Regions from separate parts of the Mus musculus genome. Here region 2 is linked to region 1. A link is a contact called in public Hi-C data. All regions are on one chromosome and are shown on one strand. Each heading gives the region's core, a stretch centred on a gene start, on an enhancer-like site or on the middle of the called end of the contact. The rest is flanking DNA. Distances are from core to core; before and after follow the strand shown.

Region 1 (7,452 bases), core at 543-3,042:
CTTCTTCAGTCTATGTGCATTGTCTTTTTCTTCCTTCATTTCTCCAAAGCTGTTATCGAGTTGATTTTACACCCTGGGATCCTATCGTCTCTTTCCAGTTTAGCATAGACACTTCCATTTTATCTCCCTCTTTAGAGATATTTGTGGCTAATGTTGTGCCTTTGCAATTATACAGAATTGACTGCACACAAACAAAGCCATAGTTTCTTTTTTCATCAAACTAGCCCTACATATTGATTCCTTTCTCTGCTCTCTTTGGATCTTTGTTTTGTCCTTTAATAAATTCCAATCTCTACTTCCACGTTCTGACACTCTGACTTTGAACATTGTTTATTCTTTTCCCTCTGTTTTCCTTTTTATCTGGCCTCTGACTTCACATAGAAGTTCTCCAGCAAAGAGTGCTCCTGACTGTGGCTGACTGTTTGTCTGTAACCCCAATATGTCCCATGGAAATGAGGCAACCCTGGGGACATCTGGTATACCTTGTTTACAAAGGGTCAGTAGGAGAGGACAAAAGCTTAGAGCAGTGCTTCTCAATCTGTGGGTTGCCACCCTTTAGGGTTCACATATCAGACATCTTGCATGTACTATATTTACATTATTATTCATAAAAGTAGCAAAATTACAGTTATGAAGTAGCAACAAAATAATTTTCTGGTTGGGGGTGTTACCACAACATGAGGAACTGTAATAAATGGTCTCAGCATGAGGAAAGTTGAAAACCACTGGCCTAGAGGTTTGGTGTTAGGTGCATGGAGACCTGCTTAAGGTTGAGAGGAAACATTTCCCTTTTTCGGATTCTGTTTGTAACTAGAGTTATGACAATAAAGAAAATGTATTAAAATCTTTCAGTTTGTAAAATGACATACTTCTTGATCTCCTGTTTCTTCTCACTTGACCATATCATGGTTGATGGTATTCAAAGTGAAAGTTACAAAATTTAGTGAGTCTGAGACATATGAAGTGCCAAAGTCCACCTGAGAGTCAAGAACGCATTCCTCAAAAAGAAACTCATATTAATCAAACTAGCTAAACTATATCAGTTACTATGACTTTATTCTTAATCTCATTTGTAATTTAATCCTTGGTTGAATTTTCCCTTCCACTGTGCCTCATTGCTTCTGGCATTTGTATCAAAAGGGTTTAACAAACCTTTCCTTATTATTATTAAAATATCAATGTCATTTAAAGTGGGTACAAATAGGGTATTCGTCAATTTATACTTCAGTTTTTGGAAACATAAATGGATTCAAGATACTCAGTGAGGAATTCATTTTGTGATTTATTTTCAGAGGTTATCATAACCATGTTTTAAATCAAATACGTGAAAATAGAAGTATTTTAGGCAGAAAGTGATTGGTGGATGAATGTCAGGTCCCAAGCATGCTAGGCAAGTCATATTCCCAGCTCTCCAAGTCTATTTTTAAAAACTACTGAAATTAAACAAATTCTAAATTTGATAGCAGAGGTTATACCAAAAGCAAACTGGATCCCTCTGTAAAAAGGACAACATTTTTTCCTTTTTTATTAAATGAACTGGCTTTCAGCCTGTGAGTTTTTACATGTCTTTATGAAATAACATATCAAGACAGGAATAGTAGCTGGGCCATCTCTGGCTATTGTAAGTAATGCTCAGAGTTCCCTGTGTATTGTTCTTCTCACAGGTTGCCCAACACGGACAGCTTTTGTAGAGGGCAGTGTTTTAGCTGCTGTGTTTCTGTCCTCTCTGAGACCTGACTGAACTTGTGTTTTGAGTTTATCATCTGCCTAGGCTACAGTTTTCTTTGACCCAGGCTGTGGGGGTGGTTAGTGCTGGCCGGTACTTCTGTACACTTAAGAGTTTTACCTTCTATCTGGTCCTCCTACTGACCTAAATGCAACAGCTTACGAAATAGTTCAATGGTGACATTCAGCAAAGAAATCACATATTTGTCCGGGAAAAGATCAAAGCTCTCTTCATATCTGACCTCGCTCGGGCTGAAAAGACTGGGTTATGTCACCAAATGGTCTCTATAAGACCTGCGTTTTCCCAAAACCTTCACTGGCAGTTTAAAGTAAAGTGTGTTAACAATTATCATAGCTAATGATGAAGAATCAGCAAACTAGGAGGTGGCCAGAGTGCTTGTTTTTTTGAGAAAAATCACCTGGAAATGGTTTACCAACCTGGAAAAGCAATTGTGATCCAAAGAAACCTAGAAGATAGCCAGAGGCTTCTGGGATGTATCAAAGAAAAGAATCTGTGCGTTCACAGTAGAGCTTCTTATGTGAAAGTGTTAGGGGTTGAAACTAACAGTCCTGCAGTGGGGTAGCTGCTGTGCATTTATGGGCTAAAACGTAGTACAGACCAATCACTGCTGGAAACAGCCATGCCTTTGGGTGGTTTACTCATCTTTTGGTAGTTCTGTAAAATAAATTCTGGAAGGCTTTGTGGATTATTCTGGGTAAATGTTTAGAATTGGAGACTGCGCAATAAAACCAATGCTCTCCACTAACTCAAGTTATGATCCAAAGTGTTACTAAGGAAAAATAAGATTGAAGAAAATATTTTAATAGACACTGATTTGACTTTCAATGGCACTGTAGCATTTGAATGTGAAGTTTACACTATTTGTAGCTGGAGGAATATAATTATTATCAGCTGGTCTTTTGAACCTACAATATGTCTGACATTGCCAAAGGCACTTTACATATGTCCTCTAGTTCATGAAGACACTTCGTTGTGGTTCTATAGATGAACTCATTAGTTCATGAAGATGTTATATAATTTGATCCACGCATAGTGGTGCATGTCTGTAATCCCAGCACAAGTTAAAAGATAGACAGAAAGCTTGAGATAGACAGAAGGTTTCATCCTTTCCAAGTCATCTGGGCTACACATGAGATATGACCTCCAGAAAACAACAATAAAATTAAATAAGTCATCTAAGAACCCATGGTTAATATGAGGCAGGACTGGAATTCTAATCCTGATTTATCTTTTTTAATTGAAAGGTAAGAATGAGTACACAGCAGCTGTGAGGATCACAGGAGATGACAAATATGAAAATCCTCTATCCTTAAAAGTGCTGTCATTATGTGGTTGGCAGGCTACATGGTAAGCTACCAGTCTTTGTCCTTAAACAGCATCTTAGAGGACTGAAGAACAGTCTTCACACATGTTATCAGTAGACTGTGTAAATGAAGTAAAAGACAAGGAGACACTGACAGGAATATGCCAGTGGACCACTGAGTGAGTTGCAATGTCAAAACAAAAGATGGTGTTGAACTGTGCCAAGGAGGAAGGGACACAGTGAATATGACGGCTGTCTGGAGGGTGAGAAAGTCACTTGGGTAAAGTCAGCTTGCTTCAACTCCAGGTTTGCGAATTATTTTTACAGAGAACCAGATGTGTCATACTGCCTAAGGGGTCAACAGCTGTACATTCTTCATCCCACCTTTATGAGAGTCAAATTGTTTAAAAGAAAACATATTTTGGTGGTTTTGTTTTTCTAGAAAGCAATTGTCAGATCCATTGTTGCAGAGCTCTTTATCAATCCTCATATGATACGTAGTTCTTTTACATGCACATTTTATAGCTAAAGCTTCTACACTGCAGAGACCTTGATATGAACGATGATCTCCCAAATCCCTTCTAAAAATGAAATTATGCTCTATATGATCTTCCCCAAAGGACAGGAAAGCAAATAGTGTGTCACAGAGAGGCTTTCTCCTGAAGATGTTAAAATACTAAATCTATCTTGTTTCAGCCAGAGTGTCTGAAAATATATGCAATTAGATGTATATGTTAGTTTTTATCCTGTAAGAGTTTTCTCCTGTTTATAATTTCTACTGAAGCTATTAAAAACAATGGTTTGCAATGAATAAAGCTTTTAATATATTTACTATACGAGCCTCTGAGTTGTGTGTTGTAAGCTTAGAAGGTCTGAATTTCTTTGGGAAGTCCAGAAATGATAAATATTGTCATGTAACTTAAATTCACCACCATATATATTCAACCCTATTTTGCCTTCATGCTCTGGCTCCAGAAACTTCAAATTATAATGTGTTGAAGAATGTATCCAATGTTCTTGTTTGCTTTTGGTTACTGTAAGCAACACCAGGACCCAAAGGAATTCGTAGGGAAGTGAAGATTTATTTACTTATATTTCTATGGCACAGGTGTGACGAGTTGGCAAGAAAGAATGACTGTTGCAGCCATCAAACTGTATAGTTGACACACTTTCCTCTTTGCTTCATTCTGGTTTTCTATTTTTGTCTCATATGCCTTTTTTGTGCCCATATTAATTTTATAGGTAATTTTATGTGTATTTAATATTATACTGCATATTATTATTATCCCAGTTTGTTTAGATGTTCAAAATCAGATACTATGAGAAGATAAATAAATGACTGAAATATTTGGCTGTGCTTGCTTGAAGTTTAGAAAGAAGTGAAACTATATGAACTCAAGTGAATCAGGGCACTGTCACTTGCCTTTAGTCTCAGTTACTAGGGAGGCTAGGCACGAAGACTATGATTGCTATGTAAGCCCATGCCATTTGGTGAGATCCTGTCACAATGATGATGTGAGTGGGAGAAGTATATCAGTGGTTCTGGGATAAATCTCTAGATCTAGAGGTGGAAGAGATCTTAAGTAATAAACCAAAATCTTTACTTCAAGTCTTGATTGCAAAACCCATGTCATTTCTAGAACCTTCCATATCGAGAATAAAATGAGCAAATTGTTTATCAAATTAATGTCTTGCCTTAGGAGTGATAATGTCAGAGCTTGGGTGAATCTATGCTGTTTCCCCTACAGTCTTCTTATGGTCCTTAAAGAAAAAGAAATGCAGGATTGCTCTTGGCATTTCCAGATGTCCCAAACATCTGTCCAGGAGATTGGCCTTGGAAAGTGAGGCATGCTAGGCGGGTTAAGTGATAGAGGGGACCTTGAAACATGAAGGAGCCTGATGTACCAATTGCCTCCCAACTCCTTCCAGATGAGAGAAAAAAATTGCTTCTTTCCAAGCAGTCCTTTCGTCTCAGCCTGGTGAGATACTGCGGCAGCTGCCACCCGGTTCTCCCTGCAGCTCAGCATGAATTTTTCTCTTTGTTGGAAACATGATATAAAAAGTCAATGCATTATTTATAGTAGTTATTTTCATCATTACATATTCACAATAATTGAAAGGTGGGAGCAGAATATAAAAGAATAGAAAGGGAGGAAATGATCTGCAATGACTTCGGAACCATTCAGAGGAAATGCTCAGTTGCTAAAAAAAAAAAAATCCAACAAACAAACAAATAAAAAACCAAACCCCCAAACAAACACTGATTCTAAAATACTGTGTAAGCCACCCACATCTGCAAGTCTCTATTTCTGCTTCTATTTATCCAACCAAAGCAATAGTTGTTGTATAATAGAACCAGAAGGTAAATTCTCAACCCCTTCTATGTTGTGGGACTTGCACTTAGAGTGAGTCTGCCTTCAGATGGTTAACCTGACAACCTATGGAGGTCAAGATAGTAGTTTCTCTGGCATGATCATTGTCCACATCATTACCAAGCATATGTTGTTGACACTAGTTAGCAAATATGTGGCCTCAGTTGCACACAGAATTGATTGACACAATGTATATGGATTAATCTAAACATATTCATGAAACAGACTCACACAAAAATTTTATCTAGTGACATGTGTTCTTAATTCATTTACATATATACAAATATATATAATATATACATATATATTTGTACATTTATAAATCACAAGCACACACACATATATATGTATACACACACACACACACACACACACACACACACACACACACACATATATATATATATATATATATATATATATATATATATATATATATATATATATCAGATATTAAAAGCACACCTTATTTTCTAAGAAAAGATACTAACCATTAGATTGCCTATGTACAATATCTTGCATTTAGGTTGCAAAATCTTTCTTAATATTAGTCAAGTGGGTGTGGAGAAACCCTGCTGATTAAGTCTACCATTGTCCAGATAGTTTTCTGAGCTTGGTGCAAAACGGGGGACTCCCTCGTCCAGCAGGGTTTCTACTCCTTTGACCTTGCCTAGGAAGCTGGAAACCCGGACACACACACACCTCTACCTGAGGAATGTCACATAGCCTTGATTAGATTACAGGTTCAGCTTCCTTTCTTCTGATAAGAACTGGTTCAGCAAGCACTTGAGATCCCTGGAATGCCTCCCTATGCTAATGAGACATCCTAGGACCTTAGCCTTCAGCCAATGACCTCTGCCCACCCTGGATATTCCAATCCTCCTTCCACAAAACTGTACAACCCCTGACTCATCCCAAATAAAGTTTATCTGCCTTGACAAAGCTGATCCCGGAAGGTGCTGTCATTTTTGTTCATACTCATGGGCTGTTGTAAACCTTGCTAATTGACTCTGCTCCCTTTGAACTCCGGGCCAATGGCCAACAACCCCGAGGAGAAGGGAGAGCCATAAGAGAGTACAATGGTTTGAAAGTGCTCCCCAAATTTGATATATTGGAAACTCAGTTTCTTAATCCCTAATAAAACTTAATACTCCATGGGGAACTGTGTGTGTGTGTGTGTGTGTGTGTGTGTGTGTGTGTGTGTGTGTGTGTGTGTGTGTGTGTGTTTCTGTATGTGAAAATCTACGGGGAAAATAAAAAGAACAGGTGTCTTTCTCTATTGCACAATGCCCTGAGACAAGATGTCTAACCAAGTTGGAAGCTCTCCATTTCATCATAATAGCTTCCAAATCTCCAAAAGTGTAAGAAATATTATATATTACTTAATCTGTAGTATTGTATCATAGAAATTCAAGATAGACTAGGACAGAGACTTTTTAATTAAAAGTAACATACCACAAGACTCAAATGCCATAACTAGTAATCAAAATGGATCATTGTTCATAGTAAGAAAAAATCTAGAGGTTCTTATTAGATGACTCTAATGTAGTTAGCTAATATCTTAAAGTTATAGCTACAGCCCAAGTTTGTTCTCTCTCTCCCTCTCTCCCTCTCTCTCTCTCTCTCTCTCTCTCTCTCTCTCTCTCTCTCTCTCTCTCTCTCTCTCTCTCTCTTTCTATCCCTCCATGCTCCATCTCCCTTTCAGCTCTGTATTTCCCTGTTGACTTCACCCCAGTTCAGATACCATTTGGTCCCACAGTGTTGTCTGTGCTCTGGATCTTGCCTACATGTACAATATGATCAGGTGGAAAAGAGGGACTGATTTCTAGGAATCATTTTTTATTCATAGGAAATCCTTTGCTAATGACATCCAATTGATCGCCTCTGCTTTCCATGACTAGAAGTTCATAGTATGCTTTTTTTGGCTTGCAGATAATGGAGGGAGATCACTAGTTTTGATTAAGCGGAATTAAGAAGAGTGTAATAGGTCACCTGAACAAAATGCTAATTCTGCCTAAAAGGCAGTAGCA
Region 2 (6,614 bases), core at 1,626-4,125, 140 kb after region 1:
ACAATGGCTTTGACGCTTGGCTTCTTAACCGTTGTCAGTCAAGGATTCCATTGACTTAGTAGATAATTTCACTAACCAGTGTTCTACCAGGTGCCCTCTGAGCGCACCCTGCACCCTGGCCATTTCCACCTTTGTCCAGAGGCTCTCATTTCCTGGGTTTTTACTCTGCCTCTCTTCTGCTTCTGCATCTTCACAGGCACAGGAAGGCCACCTATGGCCATACAAGCTTAGAATCCTGCCACTCCAACTACTTCTCTGCCAGCTCTTTCTACTCGCCCCCAGACAACCAAGGATAAGCAAGATGAATGAGCTCATCTTAAGAAGCTGAATGCTGGGGAAGCCAGGCCAGCTCTTGATGCTTCCTTTCCGGTTCCTTTCCACGCTATATACAAGTATGTCCTAAAGTAGGAATGAAGCAATGTCTTCAGTATGGATGTTAAACCTCTACAATGATCAATGCAAGGTAGAGGGCCACTATGTGCAACAATGTAAGAAAAGTCTGGTAGAAAGTCTACTGAAGTCATGATGAAAATGGTAAACACTGGACTCTCAGGAAGACAAAGCAAAGTTGAGAGCAGTAAAAGTATTCAGGGAGTCTTCTGAAGATCTAAACCTTAACTCTTAGGGAAGAAAGTGTGTGTGTGTGTGTGTGTGTGTGTGTGTGTGTGTATGTGTGTGTGTGTGTGTTTGAGTGTGTGTGTGTGTGAGATAGAGAGAGAGAGAGAGAGAGAAAAGTGTGTATGTGTGTAATATTTATAACTTATATGTATATGTGTTATATATGTTTATACATATAGTCACATTTTCTAGATGTATAACTTAGAAAGTTAATAATATCAACACAGTTTTCTAAAAAGTGAAATTCAGACTTCATATAGCTTTGTCAAAAAAAAGAAGTATTAAGCAATGATAAAATATGAGCTGACTTAATTTATACTGAGGCTCTCAGGAAATTTGTAGTTTCTGAGTGCGATCTTAACCCCGACAAAGTCAGCATCTATGTGTTTAGGCAGGAGGCTGACCTAGTCTGGAAGCATCAGAATAAATAATACCTCATTGTATTTGCTTTGGCTTGCCATGAGTATTTCCCCACTCCTGGACTCCATGAACTTTGCTGAGTTTTCTATTCCTGACTTCTGGTATTTGGAATGGAGACTCATAAATGGAGATAAGAGCCTTGAAATTATGGTCCAGAATCTCTTCCTCTGCAGGCAAGCTTTAGCTTTCATTTCTAATTTCCCTTAGAAGGAGAACACACATATTGTCTCTCAAAATTATTTGAAAGGAAGCTTCATTAATCACTACGTGGCCACTTCTTAGCCTTAGTCCCAAAGGTCTGGTAAGCTTTAAATCCCTAGTGACACCTGCTGGGCAGACCTCTGCTCCTGCTGCACCCTTCCCTCAACCTGCCTCTTCCACACAAAACTGCTGGCCAGGAGGTGGGGGGCCCATTGCTGCCTCCTCAGTGTCCAGCCAGTCTGCTCTCATGCAGGTGACCCTCGCCCGTGTAGCCTATTCTCACGGTTCCTGAGTTCCTCTGCCTAGGCCCCAGGAATCAAACAAGAAGCTACCAAAGCAAGGCATGGAAAAGAGTGCTGGGGTGAGAAGGGAGGGAGAAGGAGAGGGAGAGGGAGAAAGGGAAAGGAGGCAGAGACACTGACAGAGAAATGGAAAGACAGAGAGAGACAGAGAAAATTTCAACATTCGGCAACCCCCCCCCCCCCCCAGCCCTAAGTTACTAAACTGCTTCTTTGTCTGTAAACTCTGGGGTGAACGATGCCATTCAGCCGTATGTTTTGTTCAAGCACAAACCAAATTATGCTATACTTGCGTATATCTGAACATATTGGTTTATCTTACATAGAGTTTAATTGATGCAAACTTGAACTTCAGTGTGTTAGATTTTCAGGGAAAACACCATCCTGCAATTCAGAGCGTTATGTTTTTCTTTGAACAAAGAGGAAAAAAAAAAAAGGAAAAAGGCAATTAAAACCCTGCTTTCTTTACTTCATCCACACTCTCCAACCACTACAGAAATCCTGTTTAACCTCTTGGAGTGTGACCTCTTCTGTCCTTTCCTGTCCAATGGCAAAATTTCCCTCTGAGCCAACATCTGCATCCTTGGACAGATGTACTTGTGTGCAAAGTCCATGTTAGCTGATCAAGCGTGGCTTTGTTTGCACTTATTCATTGCTCACCCAGCACTGTGTAAGTGGTTTTGCATATTAACTAAGTGCACAGTAACCTTTCTTTACCTCCTTAGAGCTCCACCCCCTCCCACCCGCCGGGGGAAATCAACACTGTTACTCGCCTAGGAAGCTGCCAAGAGGTTGTCATGGCAACCGTTCAGCTTTCAGCAGCTACTTTTCTGGTTTGAAGGGGAGGGGAGAGGAGAGGGGAAAAAAAGCACCATCCACCCAACACACTGAGGAGAACTAGGCAGTTTTCTGATCAGAGTTCAGATAAAGAAAGTCACAGTAATTTGTGGCCACTGACTAAAATAACCCCGGGGATGGGAGAGTTACCACATAAGAAGCAAACTAAAAAGGTAAGCGCAAGAAAAAGGCAGTAATTAAGTTATTCGGTGGTGGTCACAATATGAAGTATTTCGGATTTTGTCAGCCCATGTCATCTAAGATGTTATCTCATGAGTCTTTTTTTTTTCATCCCGAGCCAAACAAAGATGATTTTTTTTATGGGATTCCAAACGTCAGGGAGGCAGCGCAGGAGGGTAAGCCAGCCCCAGAGGGGGATGCTCACATCTGAAAGTCATTTCCCCAAAACTTCATTTAACCCAGGAACAATGCGGCTCTCAGGCACCAGGAGCTGGAACCAGGTGCAGTGCCAGGTCAAAAGGCAGCCTCCGGAGCTCCTCTCAGTGGGGGTGGCTGGCTAGGTGTGCCCAGAAATGGTCTGATTTCAAAGGAAGGTCTGGGTAGGGCTAGACAGGAAAGGGGCAGAGTCAAGAAATGAAAGTTAAGAAACCTAATGCCCGTGGGTATAGAGGCACCCAAAGCTCTGCTAATCTGTCTAGACTCCTGTATTGTCAGAAGAAAGTAGCTCAACATGACTCTTGGTGGCAGTGAGCTGCAGGGTGTGGCAGGAAGGGGCTCTGAGCACTAGAGTGGAAGGACTTGGAACCTGTGTCGCATCCTTTTTGTTCCCCTGTCTGGCTGTCTGATTGTCCGCCTGTCTGTCCATCTGTCCATCTGTCTGTCTGTAGCACCTACTTTCCACTGGCCAACAAATTTCCCAGCATCCTCAGTATTCAACCTTCTATATTATTGAGCCCCTTTAAGAAACAACATAGGAACACGTTTTGCCGTAGTCGTCAGCACACAAGCTACTTTCTGAATCTTGGATGTGTTCTTCAGAACCCAGCCGCAGCTACAGCATCCAGATACATTTAAAGGAGCTAATAATAACATGGAAACAAAATAAAATAAAATAAATTGAATAAAAGAAAATAAACATAGATGGGGCTGGGTTGTGAGTAAATAAAAATATACCCCAACCACCAGTGCTGTTTCTAACACGTGTTTTCTTTAATATTTTACTCGATTTTTATTATCTTTTTTTAATGAGTCTTCATGGACTGTACTCTCGGGTTCCAGCACCGGTTAAAGGAGGTATCCTTCAGTACCGCTGTAAGGTTATCATCCCTTTCACTAAATGATGGTAGGGAACTTTTGGCATGAGCCAACTTGTGCTCTGACCTGAAATCCAACTCCCTTTGCCAAACTTCCTGTCTCTGTGGTGTTGCTCACTTGCATTTCGGATTTGACTTTGACAAGCAGAGAAGAGTTGAGGGTAAGGAAAGAGGTGGTGGGCAAGGCCGTGAAAGAGATGTCTATAAACACTGAAGACATACCATGGCTGAAGCCAATATTCTTCAAGGTGGAGTTCAGAAGTACATGATGACAGACCTTCAAAGATCACAAGGAACAAGAAGACAGGAGTGTGATGAGGCCCAAATAAAAAGGACCAGGACCTATAACCATTTATTCTGGCCAAACTGCAAAGTTCTTGAGACTAAGAAGGGCCACTGATAAGATCAAGAACCTTGCCTTGATGCTGGACTTTTTTCCTGCAAAGCTGAGGGAAAGTTCTAAGAGCGAAAGGCAGAGCAGAGCCTCCCCTATGTCACGAATGTAGCTAGAGGCCCCGGCTTACATAACTGTCACAGGATACAGAATGACAGTCCCTCAGCCTACAGTAAATGTGATTAAATTATCTCATCAGACCCGTTCTCCTGAGGATTTCTACAATTTCAGAAAACCATCTGTTAATGTGACCTGTCTGCTAGACCCCCACACAGCGCAGGACAGAGACATTTGTATTCAAAGACATTGCTCCCTCCAGTGATCCGTTGGAGGCCTACCAAGTTTAGTCTCTGCAGCCAGTTGAGGACAGGAATGAGACATGGGGAAATAACAGGGCAGGAACGAGATCGAGCAAAGAGAAAATTCAGAAATTTGTTGTAACTCAGGCACAGATTCCTTCAGCTGACCTGATCTAATTCCAGCAGCGGCTCTCTCTGAAGCCCTGCCACAGCTGAATTTATTTTTATTTTGCCTGCTCAGAGGCAGTGTACGCTGAAGGCAAGAGCACATCACCTTCAGGGGAAGTACTGCAGAGTGTATTACTCACCCCGCCCCCACTGTGTGGAAAGGTTAATTTGAATAAGGCTGCTGCTTCCACAAATAGAACAGTAACGGCACACAGAGAGATGGCCAATGAGAGCAGCTTTCAGTGATGTCATACTTATACCTGCTTCTTATTATTTGCTGAATGGTAACAATGTGTGCCTTTAATCTTACATTTCATTGGTTAAAAGCCCTGCCATTCTAAGTACTTCTGGAGAGTTTTAGGCACTGCGTTTTTTTTTTTACATACTCAGATTCCCCCCCCCCCCCCATTTAGTGTTTGTACCTCCATAAACTGCTGGAAAGTGAACATTTTAAACATTTGTTCTGAAAACAAATATAGCAGACTTTATAGTTCAGGCCCTGCCTACAGGGCATCCCGTGGTCCATCTAACAAGTCAGGGACAGTGTGAGAAAGGATGCTTCATTGATTGCACCCATAGTGAGAACACCTTGTCTTAGTACTGTCCCTCTGATTTAATGGAAAACAAGCAAACTTATTTGGGTTATTTTGCAATGTAGTCTTTCATGGAGCAGAGCTTCCTTAAAAGCACTGGATCTAAGCTTTCTTACTGTGTAGGACTGAGGTCCTTGGAGAAAGGAAGACCTGCATGGCTTATTTTTGTCTTAAGTGGTTTAGAGTTTTAAATCAATTAAATTTTATATCATTAAAATGTGTCTCAGATCACTCAAACTCCAGGGCTTTTTCTGGAGAAACTCCTCCAAGCCAGCTTGGAAAAACCATACTCCCTTGAAGTGCAGGTAGATTAGTTATTCATGGGTTAGGCATTAACCAGCCTACTAAAGGAAGAAGAGGAAGGTTCTGGTTAGCACGAGACACAGATGTGAGTGGGAGGTCAGAGGTAAATGTGGATGCTCCAAAGCCTTGCTGTGTGCGGAGAGGAGAGGGCTCGGGGTCATCCTCACCAAGCAAAGTCAGAGCCTCAAAGGACCAAAGACGAACTTGAGCTGTCCACACTTAGGTAGTAAAGCAGAGCGCAGACCCAGAGGTTAATCTGCGCCACTGCCAAGACAGCACAGTAAATGCTCCAGTGAGGAGGGCAGGGCATTAAAGGACCAGGTAGTTTCTAATGGGCACAAAGGAGAAGCAAGGGGTTCCTGGGGAGGGAGTGGATGCTTGAGTGTGTCTGCAGCAGACATTCCTGACTGGATGTATGTGTTTTCAGAGACATGTTGGGGGGAGGGAGGGGGCCGACAGGTGCACAAATTAGCAAGAATGATTCAAACTAGGAAGAACTAGAAAAATACCAATTCTTTGGGCTGAGTTTGATGTCCTTTGAGTTTGTGTGTTTGAATATTTGGTCTGCAAATATTGCTGTTTTGGGAGATTGTCAACCCTTTAGGATGTGGAGTCCAGTTGGCAGATCTAGGCTGATAAACGTAGGTCCTTAAAGATTGTGTTCACCTCTGGTTTTAATCTGGCTCTGTATCCAAGTGTAACATGTGAAGGGTCATACCGCAATCCCTTAGCACTAATAGAGCTGCCTTGGCTACCAGGCCTGCCCTGTCCTCTGAAGCAATGAATCAGAATGACGCTCTGCTTCCTTAAGTTGCTTTTTTTCACGTATGTTGTTTCAGTGACAAGAGAAGTAACTAGCACACAAAGCATTTTGAACATCTACATCTCAGACAAGTAGCTGACATCAATAAGTTTTGAAATTTAGGTGTGTATACCATCGCTTACTGTCTTCAGAGTCTGATGAGAGGTTATCTAGAGGGCACAAAACTCTGATTTTTCATCTGATGTACCACCCCTGCACTTATAGCTTGGGAAATATTACAGAAAGATCTCAAGAATCAGAAGGTCGTGACATCTGCCTTGCGATTGTGTCTTCTATATATCTCTGGCAAGTTAGACCTATGAAATCACAAAAATGTGCTTGCCTAAATAAGATATGACCAAGGGAGAATACCAATTAACATTCAAACATGGATGGGGAACTCTCC

The links. Hi-C and Micro-C count contacts between places; a contact is called where the count stands out from the background.
Region 2: a contact with region 1 is called in a Hi-C map of liver, with 5 times the contacts expected there. The contact joins two enhancer-like sites. A contact is called at or near these places in 2 of 39 promoter capture datasets (both in liver), 7 of 484 Hi-C or Micro-C datasets (embryonic stem cells and liver) and 3 of 115 datasets of contacts at active chromatin or transcription factors (embryonic stem cells and liver).

Annotation. Positions count from the first base shown.
Region 1 is chr14:100,322,664-100,330,115 of GRCm38.p6, forward strand. No RefSeq gene overlaps it. Among named protein-coding and RNA genes, the nearest start is that of Gm41231, 41 kb to the left of the region's middle. Within about 2 kb of position 1,793, at least 5 of the 459 cell types and tissues checked have an H3K27ac peak or open chromatin away from gene starts, as enhancers often do. A contact at or near this core is called in liver, where this site is marked.
Region 2 is chr14:100,456,991-100,463,604 of GRCm38.p6, forward strand. It overlaps Gm34199 (a long non-coding RNA gene), which reads left to right. Exons shown (of 6, transcript XR_003951137.1): 5 at 197-392. Among named protein-coding and RNA genes, the nearest start is that of Gm26367, 42 kb to the left of the region's middle. Within about 2 kb of position 2,876, at least 157 of the 459 cell types and tissues checked have an H3K27ac peak or open chromatin away from gene starts, as enhancers often do. A contact at or near this core is called in liver, where this site is marked.